Regions from separate parts of the Sus scrofa genome. Here regions 2, 3 and 4 are each linked to region 1. A link is a contact called in public Hi-C and promoter capture Hi-C data. All regions are on one chromosome and are shown on one strand. Each heading gives the region's core, a stretch centred on a gene start, on an enhancer-like site or on the middle of the called end of the contact. The rest is flanking DNA. Distances are from core to core; before and after follow the strand shown.

What was found. Promoter capture Hi-C pulls out the DNA fragments that hold promoters and counts their contacts. A called contact is a pair of places that touch in the nucleus more often than the background predicts.
Region 2: a contact with region 1 is called in a Hi-C map of liver, with 7 times the contacts expected there. The contact joins the promoter of SELENOV here to the promoter of PLEKHG2 in region 1. A contact is called at or near these places in 2 of 47 Hi-C or Micro-C datasets (liver and skeletal muscle).
Region 3: a Hi-C map of epiblast stem cells shows a contact between it and region 1, with 4 times the contacts expected there. The contact joins the promoter of LRFN1 here to the promoter of PLEKHG2 in region 1.
Region 4: a contact with region 1 is called in a promoter capture Hi-C map of liver, with 4 times the contacts expected there. The contact joins the promoter of SAMD4B here to the promoter of PLEKHG2 in region 1. A contact is called at or near these places in 1 of 5 promoter capture datasets (liver), 10 of 47 Hi-C or Micro-C datasets (alveolar macrophages, blood, embryonic fibroblasts and 3 more) and 2 of 2 datasets of contacts at active chromatin or transcription factors (alveolar macrophages and skeletal muscle).

The regions. Positions count from the first base shown.
Region 1 is chr6:48,067,777-48,071,440 of Sscrofa11.1, reverse strand. It overlaps PLEKHG2 (pleckstrin homology domain-containing family G member 2), which reads right to left and starts at 1,909. Exons shown (of 21, transcript XM_021094371.1): 1 at 1,060-1,909; 2 at 275-390. The coding sequence starts at 377. It overlaps TRNAI-UAU (a tRNA gene), which reads left to right and starts at 2,254; the gene lies at 2,254-2,346.
Region 2 is chr6:48,160,461-48,164,124 of Sscrofa11.1, reverse strand. SELENOV (selenoprotein V) reads right to left here and starts at 1,697. Exons shown (of 6, transcript NM_001166045.1): 1 at 861-1,697. The coding sequence starts at 1,657.
Region 3 is chr6:47,979,951-47,983,614 of Sscrofa11.1, reverse strand. LRFN1 (leucine-rich repeat and fibronectin type III domain-containing protein 1) reads left to right here and starts at 2,083. Exons shown (of 7, transcript XM_021094364.1): 1 at 2,083-2,531; 2 at 3,260-3,335. It overlaps LOC102160572 (a long non-coding RNA gene), which reads right to left. Exons shown (of 3, transcript XR_002344655.1): 3 at 2,021-2,105.
Region 4 is chr6:48,001,162-48,004,825 of Sscrofa11.1, reverse strand. SAMD4B (protein Smaug homolog 2) reads right to left here and starts at 2,100. Exons shown (of 13, transcript XM_021094367.1): 1 at 1,951-2,100.

The sequences.
Region 1 (3,664 bases), core at 660-3,159:
TCCAGGAAGCCTCCCTTGACCTCCCGGACTGGGTTCCCACAGCCCCCTGGGCTTGTGCCACCGCATCCTCTGCACGGGGCTCCCCTTGCTGACTAACACAGTCTGGGGAAGGGTGGGTCTACCCCCCCCCAGACTTGGAGCTCTGGACATGCAGGGCTGGGGCTGTCTCCATCAGCCTGTGTTGCCAGCCCTGCCCGGCACCGGGCCAGCTCCAGAGGGCTCCACAGGGCCTGGAATGAAAGAAGGGAGGTCCACCCCTCCCTCGACGGCTCACCTGTCCGAGTCTCACACACGGCTGCACAGTCACACTCTTCACCTCTGCGGCCGAGGCGAGGGCTGGGTTTGGACAAGCCCAGTCCACGGGCTCCCTCAGGCATGGCTGAGCGGCTTCTGCAGAAAAACCCCTTTCTTGCCTATCGGGACCCCATAGGCCTCCCTGCCCCCCCTCGGAGGAGCGGTGAGAATTAGGAGTGTGGGCTAAGACCAGGGAGGGGGCCCTGGGAGAAGCTAGTGGGGGAGACAGAGACAAAGTGACAAAAAGAGGGAACAAGGAGAGCTACCACTGAGAAAAAGATGGAAAGGGTGAGACAAAGAAGACCTAACGAGTCGCCCAAGCTATGAGTCTGGTGTGTCTGGGGCCAGGGGCTCAAGGATCCTGGGAACGTTAGGGCTCCGGCTTCAGCCGAGGGCGAGGGGCAGGGCTGGGAAAAAGCCGTGGGCGGGAGGCCGCGGGGTCCCAGGGGAGGGCGGAGCAGGCTGGGGAACCGGATGCCAGGGTCCTGCAGACGGCTCCCTCCCCCGCCGAGGGCTGCGAGTTGGGGCGGGCTGCGAGTTGGGGCGGTTGGCCCCGAGTCCTCGACCCCCTCTGGCCGGTCCCTGCGCGATCCGCTCACTGTCTCCACCGCCGCAGCTCCCCCGCAGCGCCTCCCTACACCCCTCTAGCCCCCAACTCCCGCTGGCGCCTCCGCTCGCCCCCCGCCGGCACGCCCCCTCATTGTTCAGCGGCAGCGGCGCCGCCCCCTCCCCCAGCCCGTCGGGGCCCCTCGCCTTCCCCCTCACCTCCCGGGGAGTCTCCAGCCCCAGAGCAAGGCAGCCCGGTTGCTATTCGACCCTCGCACGGTCTCCGAGGAGGAGCAGAACCGGGGCTCCCGCGTCTCAGCAAGTCCGAGGTGTGAACTTCGTGCTCTCAGGTTCCGAGAACAAACTCCGGGATCTCTCCGAAAATGGGGTGTAGTGGTCCGAATTTCTTTGGTCCTCTAAGCAGAAGATGCTGGGAGCCTCGACTCTTGAATCTCAAATTGTAGTGCTGGGAACCCAAATTCCTGAGCCTTCTAGATGGGTTCGTGGGTTGGGGGGGAGTCCGTATTCCTGAGTTCCCCTAACTCTAAGAGCAGGAATTAAACCATCTCTAGGCAGGAGTGCAGGGAACCCCAAATTCCAGGGTCCCTTTCCCTTGAAGTAGTGGGCGCTTCAGCTCTAAACAGGCTGGGTAGGACACTAGGAGTCCGTATCCCAAGTTCCTCCAACCCGGGGAGTCTTGGACTTAGCTTTCTGGGAAACTCTAGAGGGAAACTCCGGTCTGGGATCCTAAGTTCTTCGAAACTGAGTGCAGGAAGCTGGGCCTACAGGGTCGCGCGGGGCTGAAGGGGACTCCTGGCTTCTCCAGGAGGGGGCGCTGGGCACCTGGATGTCTGGGGTCCTCAAGCTTGGACGCTGGGTGGGGCCTGGGCTTCGGGGGTCTCTCGGGATGCGGTGCAGAGTTTCGGGCTGTTGGAGTCTGCGACTCTGGACCCCTCAGGCTCCAGGATGGGTGGCACGGGTCTCGGACGGTGGCGGCGCCACATCTAGGGCTGGATAGTCCGGTCTCAGCTGTGGGGCAGGGGGCGGTCGCCCGAGGCCTCCCCTCCCCCCAGCCGCCCGGGCTCATATCCTGTTCCCGCCCGCAGGGGGAGGGGCCGCCTTCCGGCTGGCCAGCCAGCTAAGGGTTAAGACCCTTCCTCCCCAGGCTCTGAATATTCATAAGAAGGCGAGTCCCAGGCAGGCTACACCCCCACATTCCAAACGCCTTTCAGACTTTTCCCTTTTACAGCAAGAGCCTTTGAGGCGTGAGAATCCGGAACTGGTAACGCGCTTTCTCCTATTGGCCAACCCAAAGGTTCCTATTTGTATATGCAAAGATGAGGCGGAGCTAGCCAGTGAGGTCACGTGGTCAAGAACGACTGAAGGACCCCGGGACGCGAGGGTGCGGCCGAAGCTCCAGTGGCGCAATCGGTTAGCGCGCGGTACTTATATAGCAGTGCAAGCGGAGCAATGCCGAGGTTGTGAGTTCGATCCTCACCTGGAGCAACTTTTCTTCATATCAGTATTTTAGAGATTTATATGTCTTATTGATCGAGCCGAACACCTACATCACTTAGAGGAATGAACGTTTCGATCTTTGCAATTTTCAAACTGGAAAGACTCCTGGGACTCTGACGATGGTCGCTAAGGGAGTGTTTTGTATTGTGGGAGGTGCCGTTCTCTTCATCGTCACCAGGGGGTGGCATCGCCTCTTAGATGCCTGGGTCTGCAAATCTCAGTTCAAGACTTCTGCACATGCCAGACTTTTGTGTCCTCTGCAAACTCTGTATGTGACACTCTCTCCTCCATCTGTCTCTGTCTTGAATTTCTTCCCTCCAGTTTTGTCGAGATATAATCGCCGCATATCATTGTATTAGTCCAAGGTGTACAAAATAACAACCTGAGATAGTGTATAAAGTATGAAATAATTACCAGAACCGTTAACATCAATTACCTCACATAGGTACTATTTTGTATATGTGTATCTTGGAGTTTTCTCTGTCCCTCCTCATTTCGAATCGATTTATTATTTTTACTTTAACAAATTCTGAAATTTGTGACCCTTGTATGTCTGGTCTCTGTTTAGAGTTTAGGTGTGAGTGATAAGAGCAGTGAACAAGACAAAGTCAAAGTCTCTGCCCCAGTATTTGACTTTCTAGTGGGGGAGGCAGATTGCTATAAAGATCTAAGTCCATTTTATATGTTAAGTGGTTATAAACAACAAACGTAATGGAAAAAGTAGAGCAACATAGGAAGGATGCGGGTTGCAACAATAGCAGTCAGGGACCATCTCACTAAGGACACATTTGGGCAGAGACCTGAAGGAGGGGAGTGAGCTATTGGGACACCTGGGGAGTAGTCCAGGCAGAGGAACAGCCTGTGCAAAGGCCCAGTGGCTGAAGCGTGTCAGACGTATCGGTAGAAGCTAGCAAAAGGGACCAAAGATGAGAGCCAGACTGGGTAAGCCGGTGAGGACTTAGGACGTTGGCTTTTATTCCATTTGACTCAAGTGTCATGACAGGTTTCCTCTGGCTGTCTAGAGGGGGAGTGTTGAAAAGTCAGGGCAGGGACCAGAGCCAGGAGACAAGGAAGGGGTTCAGGTGGGAGATGATGTTGGATAGGATCAGGGAAGGGACCAGAGGAGGCAGGAGGGTACATTGTTACAGCTCTTTGGGGTGAGGGTTTGAGAATGAAGAGTGTTAAGAGGACTGCTTCCCAGGTGTTTGGCACTGGTACCTGGTGGTAGGTGCCATTTTCTCAGGTGAGGGTTGGTTGGTTGGTTTGGAAGGGGCAGAAAATCTGTTTTTGCAAAGGGAAGGACCAG
Region 2 (3,664 bases), core at 448-2,947, 93 kb before region 1:
CTGGCACAGCAGAAACGAATTCGACTAGAAACCATGAGGTTTCGGGTTCGATCCCTGGCCTTGCTCAGTGGGTTAAGGATCCGGCGTTGCCGTGAGCTGTGGTATGGGTCACAGATGTGGCTCAGATCTGATGTTGCTGAGGCTGTGGTGTAGGCCAGCAGCTACAGCTCTGATTAGACCCCTAGCCTGGGAACCTCCATATGCTGTGGGTGCGGCCCTAAAAAGACACAAAGCAAAAAGAAAAAAGAAAAAGAAAAGAAGAGAAAGAGGAGGGAGATGAGGAATCAGGGAGAAGAAGAAAGAGACACACACACGGTGGGGGAAGGAAAAGAGTGAGTTAGAGAGAGGCAGAGAACAGGAGAGAACTGGGACTGGAGGGGAAGGCAGGGCCCCCTCCCAGCCACTTTCAGCCCTGCTCTCTGGGAGGTCAAGGCTGGCCCCTGGGGTTGCTGTTGTTGACACAAAGGTTCAACTCTAGGACCCCACATACCGAGGACTAAAGTCACCCTCCTTCAGCCTCTGCACAGCACTGTTCCCCCCCCCACCCCCAATTTTGACTCCCCTACTCCTCCCCACCCTCCCCACACCACTAAGTAGCCTCCTCACTGAGACTTAGCGGCAGAAGCGCCACCTGGGGGTGGGGAAGGCTGTCCCGGACACTCAGTCTCTGGAGTTGACCCCTTGTCCTCGTAGGGAGGCTCTGCTCACACTCCAGTCCCAGCAAGAGAGTGGATGACTGAATCCAGAGCTCTCTGGTCCAAGGAGAGTGAGTGGCAGGTGGAGCTACCCCACCCCCGCCCCCGCCCCCGCAGCCCTGTCCCCAAGGGAGGAAGCGGGCGTGGGCGGGGACAGCCCCTCACCAGTAGACGACTCGAATCAGGATCTTGTTGTCCACTTGGATGTTCTCGCTGGTGGAGGCCAATGCGTTCGTAGAAACCGGTAAGGCGACGGCCAATGGGATGGTCGCCAGGATGGGCGTCCCTGGGACATGTCCAGAAGTGGAATCTGTCAGCTTGGTGGTGGATGAGTCGGTCCCAGCCCCCGGCGTGGACTCCAGTAAATTAGTGGCCAACGGAGAAAGCGCAGGAAGGGGCTCCTGGACGGGAACGAATCCATTGGCGACCAGTGGGAGGTGCTTCGCCCTCGGGGTTGGCGTAGGATCCTCATCAGGCGACAAAGTGAGTTCGGGATCAGGTTCCAGGGGCGGATCCAAAGAAGGCAGGGCTGGGTTCGGGAGGGATTCCAAAGCAGGGACCAGGACCTGAGATAGGGTCGGCGTTGGGATCCCGACCGTGGTCGGCACCCGGACCGGGGTCGGCACCTGGACCGGAGTCGGGGTCCGAACCGGCGTTGGGGTCCGGACCGGAGTCGGGGTCCGAACCGGTGTTGGGGTCCGGACCGGAGTTGGCGTCCGGACGGGGGTCAGGGTCCGAACAGGGGTCGGGGTCCGGACAGGAGTTGGCGTCCGTACTGGAGTCGGGGTCCGGATCGGACCCGGACCCGAGGCCGGGACCAGATTGGGAGTCCGGACCAGGAGGGAGGTCCTGGCCAGGGTCGAACCCCTGGCCGGAGTCGAGGCCCGGACTGAGGCCAAGGGTCGCAGCGAGGCCGAGGGCCGGACAGGGGAGGGGGCTGGGGCCCGTGCCGGGTTATTCATGGGGGCCAGGGTCGGACCCCAGGTAACCCGGGTTGGGATCCCGCCTGACCCCCCTGCCTTGGGCCGCGGGGGCCTCATCTGCACAGGATTCTGAAATGGGAGGCGACCACAATGGGGCGCTGTTACACCGGGTTCCATGCGGCAGGCAGGTTCTATCAACCTGAGCAGGGGATGGAGGGGGGGGATGGGGCTGAGATCACGGGGATCTCGCCAGTAATTCCCATCTCTGGAATCCCCACCTCCAGGGTGGAGAACACACAGACTGCCAATGTCCCTAACCTTCATGCGTTCACTATATGTTTGAGTGGCTGCTGTGTGCACAGTCCTATGCTGGGTGATTCCGGGGACACAGCAGGCAGGAAAGCTCAGGTCCAGTGATCAGGCTCCCTGCCAGGTAGGGGAGATCTAGCCATTACCAAACAATGACGGCCCAGTAAGGTCAAGGCCAGGGTGGAGGAGGCCCAAGCAAAGGGATTAGAGACGGGTGAGGAAGCACAGGGACTTGTGGGATCCCAGAAGAGGCATCAGAACCAGTCTGGGGCAATCAGAGAGGGCTTCCTAGAGGAAGGGACAACCGAGAGACCCAAAGAAAATAATACTCACACATTTTACACTCATAGAGTGCTAAGTGCTACACATGTGCCCACAGCCAGCAAGTGGCAGAACCAGGATTTAGATCCCGGCTCTCAGGCTCCGGGTTCCTGGCACAGAACCACTCCGCCAAGGGCTCTAACACACTGTGGGTTCCTCCAGGGTGAGAACTTGTCTGGTTCACTGCTGAATCCCCAGCTCCTAGAACCAGTCCTGGCACACAGTAGGCACTCGATAAATATAAATATATTTTTATTTTGAAACAGTTTTAAAATGAGAAGTTGGGAAAGCCATACAGAGAATTCCTGTGTAACTTTCACTCTGCTTTCCCCAGTAACTGACACCAAACCCAAGTTCGTTCTGCTGGAAACTCTACAGGCCAAAAACCCAGAGATAAATTGTTGGGGCAAGGAATAACGACTTCAATGGGAAAGCTAACAGACCGAGAAGATGGCAGACTAGTGTCTCCAAAAAACCTATCTTCTCAATCTGAATTCATGCTCCGTTTATACAGAGGAAGGGGAGGGGCCAGTGGTCACTCACAGTGGCTTGTTTGGGGAAGGGCCCACTGCAATGCCAACCAATGGCAGAGCAGGAACGCCAAGGGTCACTCACCAACGGTTGCCTGCTTACATAACAAAACATCTTATGTAACCACAGTACATTGTCAAAACCAAATGGTCCAATACTATTAGGTCAGTACAGACCTGATGCAGATTCGTGGAAGGGGTTCGAGCAGAGAAATACCGCCCACTGTGCTTCTCAACACCCAAGAGCCCCTCCTATGTTAACCCTTGGGCCTGGGTCCAAAAAACCAGGACCAAGAAAGACCCTGGGAGTTTCTGCTGTGGCGCAACAGTGTCTCTGCAGCACCAGGACACAGGTTCCATCCCTGGCCCAGCACAGTGGGTTACAGGATCCAGCGTTGCTACAGCTTCTATGTAAATCACAGCTGCGGCTGGGATCTGATCCTGGGATCAGATCTGGCCTGGAAACTCTACATGCTTCAAGGCAGCCAAAAAAGAGAAAAGAAAGAGAGAAAGAGAGTTCCCATCCTGGCTCAGGGGAAACAAATCCGACTAGGAACCATGAGGTTGCGGGTTCGATCCCTGGCCTCGCTCAGTGGATTAAGGATCTGGCACTGCCATGAGCTGTGGTGTAGGTTGCAGATTCAGCTCGAATCTGGCGTTGCTGTGGCTGTGGCGTAGGCCGACAGCTGTAGCTCCAATTAGACTGGGAACCTCCATATGCCGCAGATAGGGCCCGAACAAGACAAAAGACAAAGGAAAAAAAAAAAAAAAAGAAAGGGAGAAAGGAGGAAAGGAGGGGAAAGAAGAGAAAAGGAGGGAGGGAAGGAAAGAAGAAAGACACTGAGGAGTTCCCCCTGTGGCACAGTGGATTACTGACCCAGCTAAT
Region 3 (3,664 bases), core at 834-3,333, 88 kb after region 1:
GGCGGCGGGGCCGGGCCCGGGGCCCCCCCGGGCTGGGTGAGCGCGGCCCGCAGCGGCCGGGGAGGCGGCGGGCGGGGGCGCCTGTGTGAGCGCGGGTGTGAGCGTGTGAGCGTGTGAGTGGTGTCCGCGGCGCTGCGGCGGGCCCGGCGTGCGCTCGCGCGGCCCTGTGTGTGCCCGGCGCCGGTGTGTGCGGCGCCCTGCTTGTGTGGCCATCCGGGTGTGTGCCGGTGTCGAGCCGAGGTGCTGTGTCCGGCCGTGCGTGCATGTTCCCCCGAGTGGTTGCCCCTCCGGCGGTGTGTCTGGGGGGCTGTCGCGCACCCATCGAAGGGGCTGTGTGCAGGTGTGTGTGCGTGGGTTGTGTGCTCAGGTGTGGGCCTCCCACCCCCCTCCAGCGAGTGTGTGCGCGCGGCTAGCTGCGTTGGATGTTTGTGTCCGGGTTGGATGTCCATCCAAGGGTCTGTGTAGCCGGGTGTGCCCGCTCGGGTGTCCATCTGTGTGTGTGTGTGTGTGTGTGTGTGTGTGTCTGCGGGTTGTATGTCTCCGAGGGTGTGTGTCTGTGCGTCCATGTCAGGTTCCGGCCTGGGGGCTGGGGCTCAGCACCTTGTGGGGCCAGGCCTCTGTATGGGTTTGGGGGAGGCGAGTTTGCCGCTCCCTCTGTCCCTGTCCGTGTCTATTGGGGGGGGCTTCGGCGGTCCTTGGGGGAGACGGCCATGTCTTCCCCTTCCTGGTGGCTGGTTGGGGGGATGGGCAGCCGGTAGGTGGACAGATGGAGGGATGAGAGGCCGAGGGATGGACAGATGGGCCTTGAGGGGAGGGACACAGACTGGGTCCTTCCCCACCCACCCCACCCCAACCCCCACTGGTCAGATCTCCGCAGATGGGGCCAGAGTTGCCTGCATCCAGACGGCCGGGCTGGGGGACCTTTGGGCTGCTGGTGGGAGGATTGCCTTGAACCAGTGCTCTAGGACTCAGCCCCCAACCCCTGAGATTTGACCTGCTGAACTCTGACCTGGCTGGGGATGGGGGGGCTTGCTGGGAGGGAGGGATGCTGGGATTTCTTTGGCTTGGGAAGTAGGTGGGGCGGGGGTGCCTCAGGGCTGGGAGGGATGTGTTCGTGACTGTGTGTGAATGGGAGTCTGTGCCTATCTGTTGACTGTGCCACTGTGGTTCAATATTTTGTGGTGTTTATAAGTGTGTAAATACCTCCCAGGGCTGTTGTGTGAGCATGTGTCTGTGATAAGTGAATATCTCGGAGTATCTGTGCAAAGGTGGATCTTTTTGTACCCGTGTGCTTGTTGGAGTGTGTATCAGCCTTTTAAGTGTCTTTGCACATTGTAGTTCTGTGTGTATGTGTGATGTGTGTATCCGCTAGTGTGTGCATTTATGCATCTGATGGTGTAGGAATATATCAGCTTTGTGAACATGTGTCCTGGGGATATGTGAGGTTGTAAGAGTGTGTTTGGGCACTTAAGAGCATGCACATATGTATCTTTGTGCAAGTGAGCATGTTATATGTGCATGCCCCTGTGTGTTGGCGAGTGTGCAAGGGTAGATCTGTTATAGGTGCATGCACCTGGGGGTAAGTGCATTTCACTGTTGTGTGTGCATCTGTGTTTAAATGTGCAAGGGAAAAGGCAGTGTTGTGTGGTTGTGTGCAGGTGTGTCAACCTTGAGGGTATACGTCTATGTTGTCTCCATTTGTGTGTCCATGTTGGCCTCTGGGGGGTGGGGTTGGGTGCGTTCAAATATATATGTGCAGGGTGATGTGCACACAGGTGCCTGTGTCCCAGCACAAGGCTGACCCCACTTCTGAGCCCAGTGAGACTGGGGTCCCTGTGACGTGACCTGGGGTCTACTGGGGTCCATGGACACAGTGTGTCCACACCTGGGACAGGAGTCAATGGAGGGCAGGGGACACACAGATCCTGCTGCTGTGTCCATGGAAATCCAGATGTAGAGTCATAGGTTGTGGGCCCATGTAGGTTCTGGCATGTCCACACATGTTGGTGTGACAGAGGTGTGACGGCGAACATGGGAACTTCTGGTCCTCTTCCAGCTCCTGGTACTGTTCAGGTCTTTGAAGTTGGGCGACTGGGGTATGGATTCTGGAAAGAGGAAGCTGGGAGCTTAGAATCCTGGGTTTGAAGGAGAAGGGGGCTGAGGGGCCAGACTCCTGGGTCTTGAGAAAGGAAGGGCCTGAGACCTGGACTCTTGAGGGGCAGGGGGAGGAGGGTGGGTTCTTGCTTCTTGAGCCTCCAAAGGACAAAGGACAAAAGTCCTAGACTCTTAGGTTTTGGAGGGTGAACAACAGTCAGAGGCCTGGAATCCTGCATTTGCAGAAATGACTTCTTGGGTCCACTTTAGCCTGTGGAGAACCTGCAGCAGGAAGGCTAAGAGAGTGATCACACCAGGGACGCCCTTGGCTAAGATGGTCTTTCAGGCAGGTCTCCAGAGAGGAGCCAGAAGGATGCTAACCGTGTGGTTTTGTTCCTTTGCAGGGACTGGCCCAGGCCCTGACTCCCTGAAGAGAGGTGAGTGGGGCCCCTCAAGCTGGGGAGAGAGAAATGGAGTGATTGGGTTTGTTCTGAGCCAGCCAGAGGCCTGGAGCTCTGCCTTGTATGGATTTCTGTGGCCGGTATGGCAGTTTCCTGAGGGGCAGGCGCCCACCCAGGCTGGGGGTGGTGACCAGGTCAGGAACATCATGTTTGGGTAAGGGCTTGATAGAACCAGGGCACAGGGTGGGGGTGGGGGTCAGTGGGGCAGGGGTGTCTCAGGCCTGGAGGTAAGATGGGTAAGGTGGTTGGCAAAGGGAAGTCTCCTCTTTATCAGTAAAGGATGCAAGAGTTTCCTGACATGAAATGAGCCTGCATTTGGAGAGCGGCATGAGGATGCTGTACCATTTAGTGTGTGTATGTGCATGGATGTGGGAAAATCTGATAGTCAAACCTGCTAGTGGCTGAGAGAGAGCCAGAGAGAATGATCAAGCTGATGGCAGCTCACATTTATATAGTGTTTCCTGGGTCAGCAACCACTCTAGGTACTTTCCAGTCTATTATCTCATGTAAGACTCATAACAGCCTTATAAGATAGGTGTTATCACCCCCATTTTACCAATGAACACACTGAGGCATAAAGAGAAGAAGTCACCTGACTAAAGTCAGGCATCAGGGCACTGGGATGTGAATGGGGCAGCAGGGGGGCCCAGGTTCTGGTTCCATTGTTATTATTACTGTTTCAATTTGCCCCCCCTACCCCCCAGCTATGGGAAGATTTCCTGTTTCACAGGTTGCAGCTCTGAACCCTGGAGACCCTACAGCCAAGCAGGTGCAGAAAAGGTGGGTCTCCTAACTCAGGAGCGCCACCTCCCAGACCAGGCTTTTCTGTCCAGCATAGAGTAGTGTCCCCTAGGGAGTGCACGACAGGTTAGGAGGGGGCCTCAGAGCTAGTGGGACACCCTGACTCTGCCTCTGCTTCCTCTCTCCAGCCCCATCCCTGCCTCCCTCAGTCTCTCTGTTGCTTCCCCTCTTTGTCGGTCTCTCTAACACTCGTCTTCACTCTCCTGTCTCTCCCTTACGCCGTCTCTTTATCTCAGTCCCTCTTCGCTGCGTGGGTCTCGTCCACTCAGTTTTCCTGTCTCTCTCTGCTTCGGGCTTGCTCCCCAGTC
Region 4 (3,664 bases), core at 851-3,350, 67 kb after region 1:
AGGACAGGAACTCCAAAGTGCTGGGGTTACTGATGTACAGCAGTTTTGGAGAAAATTCTCTAAAGGATGTCTGGGGAGGTGTGGTCTTCCGTGGAGATCTTAGATTTACTGAATCAGGATGACAACAGATCTTTTTAGGAACAATTCAGAGAACTAAGAAAAGAAATCTCTGAGTAAAATCCTCAAAAGAATGTATGAGGACGGTGGGTCTTCTGAGGGGACTGTGGGACTATCAGGGCAGAGGGTTTTTCAGAAAGAATTCTGGGACTTTCTAAAAAAGGAGCTCAGTGTTATCTTGAAGGAAGACTGAGTGGGGGGGTCTTCTACAGAGGGTTCTAGAGGATTTGAGGGAAACCCAGGGAGCGTTTTCAGGAAGGGAATTATGCAGGAAGTCTCTTAGTAAGGCAGGAGGTCTCTGAGTGGAGACTGAAGGGGTTCTGGGAGGTGCTGGAGAGGTCTTGGGAAGGATTTCAAGGGCATACCTCAGACTCGAGGGTGTCGCTGGGGTCTCTGAGAAGATATGAGGAGGTCCTGAAAAACTATCTCAGAGAGGTCGTGAAGAGAAGGTCTTAGGATTTTGGGGGGGGGTTATGAGAAGGATTTTTAGCTTATTTGAAAAAAGTTCATATAGGAGAGATTTTTGAAAGGTTATCTAAGGGGGGGGTGGTTCTATAAAATTTCAAAGAGAAACTATGAGGAAAACTGTTGGAATCCTGAAGAAGCAATTTATGGAATATTTCGCGTGGGTTACTGGGAAAGATTCGGGATACAAAAAAGAGGTTCTGGAAGAGGCTTGTGGAATATGAGAAGAGAATTCTCTGCAGATTTCAGGGCATCTCTGAAGGAGAATTTTGGTCTGAGGTAGTCATCAGGGGAAGATTTTAGGGAGGCGTGAGGGTCATCTCCAGGGCATTTCAGGGTGGTGGGATTTGGGGTACATGAGGAGGTCTTTAGAAGAAATTTTGGGGGTCTGTGGAAGGGTCCAAAGGTATGGATGACTTCTGGGATATGTGAGGGGGGGAGCGTAAATGGGAGGTGGATGTTGCGGAAACGCGGGGGTGGGGGGGGAAGTCACCGGACACGGGACCTCCAGGTGAGCTGTGGGGATCCAAGAGTCTCTGAGGAAGATTCTCAGGGGCTATCAAGGGCATTCTGGAGGATTCCAGGGGGGAGGGGCTCTGAGATTTTGGGGCTCTGAGTGGAAAATCTCCAAGGTGATTTCTGGTATGGGGGTAGGTGGGAGAGAAAATTCTTGGGATGTGTGAGAAGGAAATCTGGGGGAGATTGTTGGGACATGCTAAGTAGGTCGCTGGGGGAGATTTCTGGAATGTACGGGGTCTGGAGGGGATTTCGGGGAGTCTCTGAAAGAGATGTTTAGGGCTTATAAGGGAGGCTCCTAGAGACGATATATGACACATATTGTTGGTACATGAGTGGCTTCGGGGAAATATTTTTGGTCACGGGAGGAGGATGGGGGATCTGGGGCCACGGGGGGGGGGGTCCTCTGAGGAAGATTTTTGAGGCGTATGACGGGGTCTGGAGCAGACGTAGAAATACCAGAGGTGGTCTCTCGAGGTCTTTCGCCTCGTGGGAGGGGAATGGAGGAGTTGGGGCAGACTCCGGGGATCTGTGGGCGTGCCCGCCAGGGAGGTGTCGGAGGTAAACCTGGGGGGGTCACGAGAAAGGGCTGCGGGCCGGGCCCCCCGACCACCCCGAGGAGCGAGAATTTCGGAGAGAGCTCGAGAAGCGGCCTGTGCGGGCGACTCAGGAGACCGGTGTGGGGGATTCTCTCGAGGGCCGGGAGTCCCGAGGCCCGCACTCCGCGCCCGCCACCGCCCGGGGTCCCTGAGGGGGCGGGGCCGCCCGCGCGGCCTGGGGCGCCCCGAGGTGAGCCCCGCGCGCCCCGACCCGCCGCCGCCTCGCGTCCGCCCGGCCCTGCCGGCCACTCACCGCCTCGGCCTCTGCCGCCGCCGCCGCCGCCGTCCAGGCCTCCTCAGGCCGCCGCCACCGCCGTCGCCCCCTCTCCAGCCCGCGAGCTCCCCTCCCTCCTCCCGCACCGACCACCGCCGCCGCCGCCGCCGCCGCCGCCGTCGCGCTGCGTCACCGCGCCGTGCGTCACCGCCCCTGGCCCCGCCCAGGGACCGCAGCGCGCCCGCATTAGCTGATGCCAAGGTGATGAACAGCGCACCCACCAATGGGCGGCGAGGGCAGCCCGAAGGGCGGGAGGTGTGCGCGGAGAAAGGCGGGGTCGCGGTGGAGAGGGGGGCCACGGAGGTGGAACGAGGCCCACAAGACCCGCCCCCTGCTCTGTGGGATTGGTCGGCTGCGCGACTGACGGGCAGTCGGCTGGCGGGCGGGGAAGGGGCGGGGCGCGCGCGGCGTTGCTATGGGCAACGGGCCCGGCGGAGTCTGGGATTGGGCCTCCAGGCCCGCAGGGGGCAGTCTCGTGCCGGTCTACCTCACCGGCCGCGACATAAGTCACAATTCCTGATTCTGGCGTTCAAGGACTGGTGGCGCGTCCCGCCAGCGCACCCCGCCAGCGCTCCCTGCTCTAGGCCTGGGCCCGGTTGTGCCCTGACCCTCCAGGTTGCGGGTCGGCGCTCGGGCTGTAGGAGTCTCAGCTCTCTCACCAAACCCTTCTCTGCGTCTGTTGCCTTGTCTCTCAAATGGGATTAGGATCGAAAGAGACGATACATATATAAAGTGCTGGACACCAAGCAGACCATCAGTAAATGGGGGTTGTTGCTCTGACTGTTGTAACCTTTTTATTTCACACACTGTCCTGGACCGGTGTCAACTAACCAGAGTGGGGGCCCTCAGAAGGCTTCCAGGTGACCATGGTTGGTAGAGGAACTCAAAGAAATGTATTCGGAGTGGAAAGTAGAATTTAAGGCAAGGAGTGAAGGGAAATGAGTCACGGCCAGAACTTTGGCCACTTGAGAGAGTTGAGACTCGTCCCCAGGGCACTGAGAAGCCATGGCAGGGCTTCAAGCCAAGGAGAATCGGTGGGGGTTTGGAAAGGTGTTCCCGGCTTCTATATGGAGGATGGATTGGAGGGAATAGAACTGGAGCCATTAGTCCAGGGAAGCAGCTGTGGTGGGAGAGGGGCGTTTGCACTAGGGTGGGACTATGGGAAGGGAAGGGGGCATTGGTGGGAGGGATGGACGCCCAGGAGGCCCGTGAAGCTGCCCTGGGACTGGTTGGCCCCGGAGGGGGAGGGAGGGAGGAATCCAAGACAAGGCCTTCTGGCTGGAAAACTAGGGGGTTTGGGGGCCTTCCCTGAGAAGGAGACCCAGAGGAGAAGCAGGTTTGGAAGGTACTGAGCCCAGTGTGGGCCACCTAGCATTGGAGTCCAGGAGGCTGCATAACCCCTGGATCTAGTGCTTAAGAGAGGAATTGGGGTTGGAAATCAGGATTTGAGGATAAGCAAAGATGGTAATTAGGAGTTCCCACATGGCACAGTGGGCTAAGGATCCGGTATGGCTGCAGCTGTAATATAGGTTGCAGCTGCGGCTTGAATTCAATTCCTAACTGGGGAACTTCGATATGCTGCAGGTGTGGCAAAAAAAAAAAAAAAAAGATTGTTATTGAAGCTGTGGGAGTTAGTGACCTAGCTTGGGGAAGGTTTGGAAGGATGAATGGAGACAAGGACCAGACAGAACCT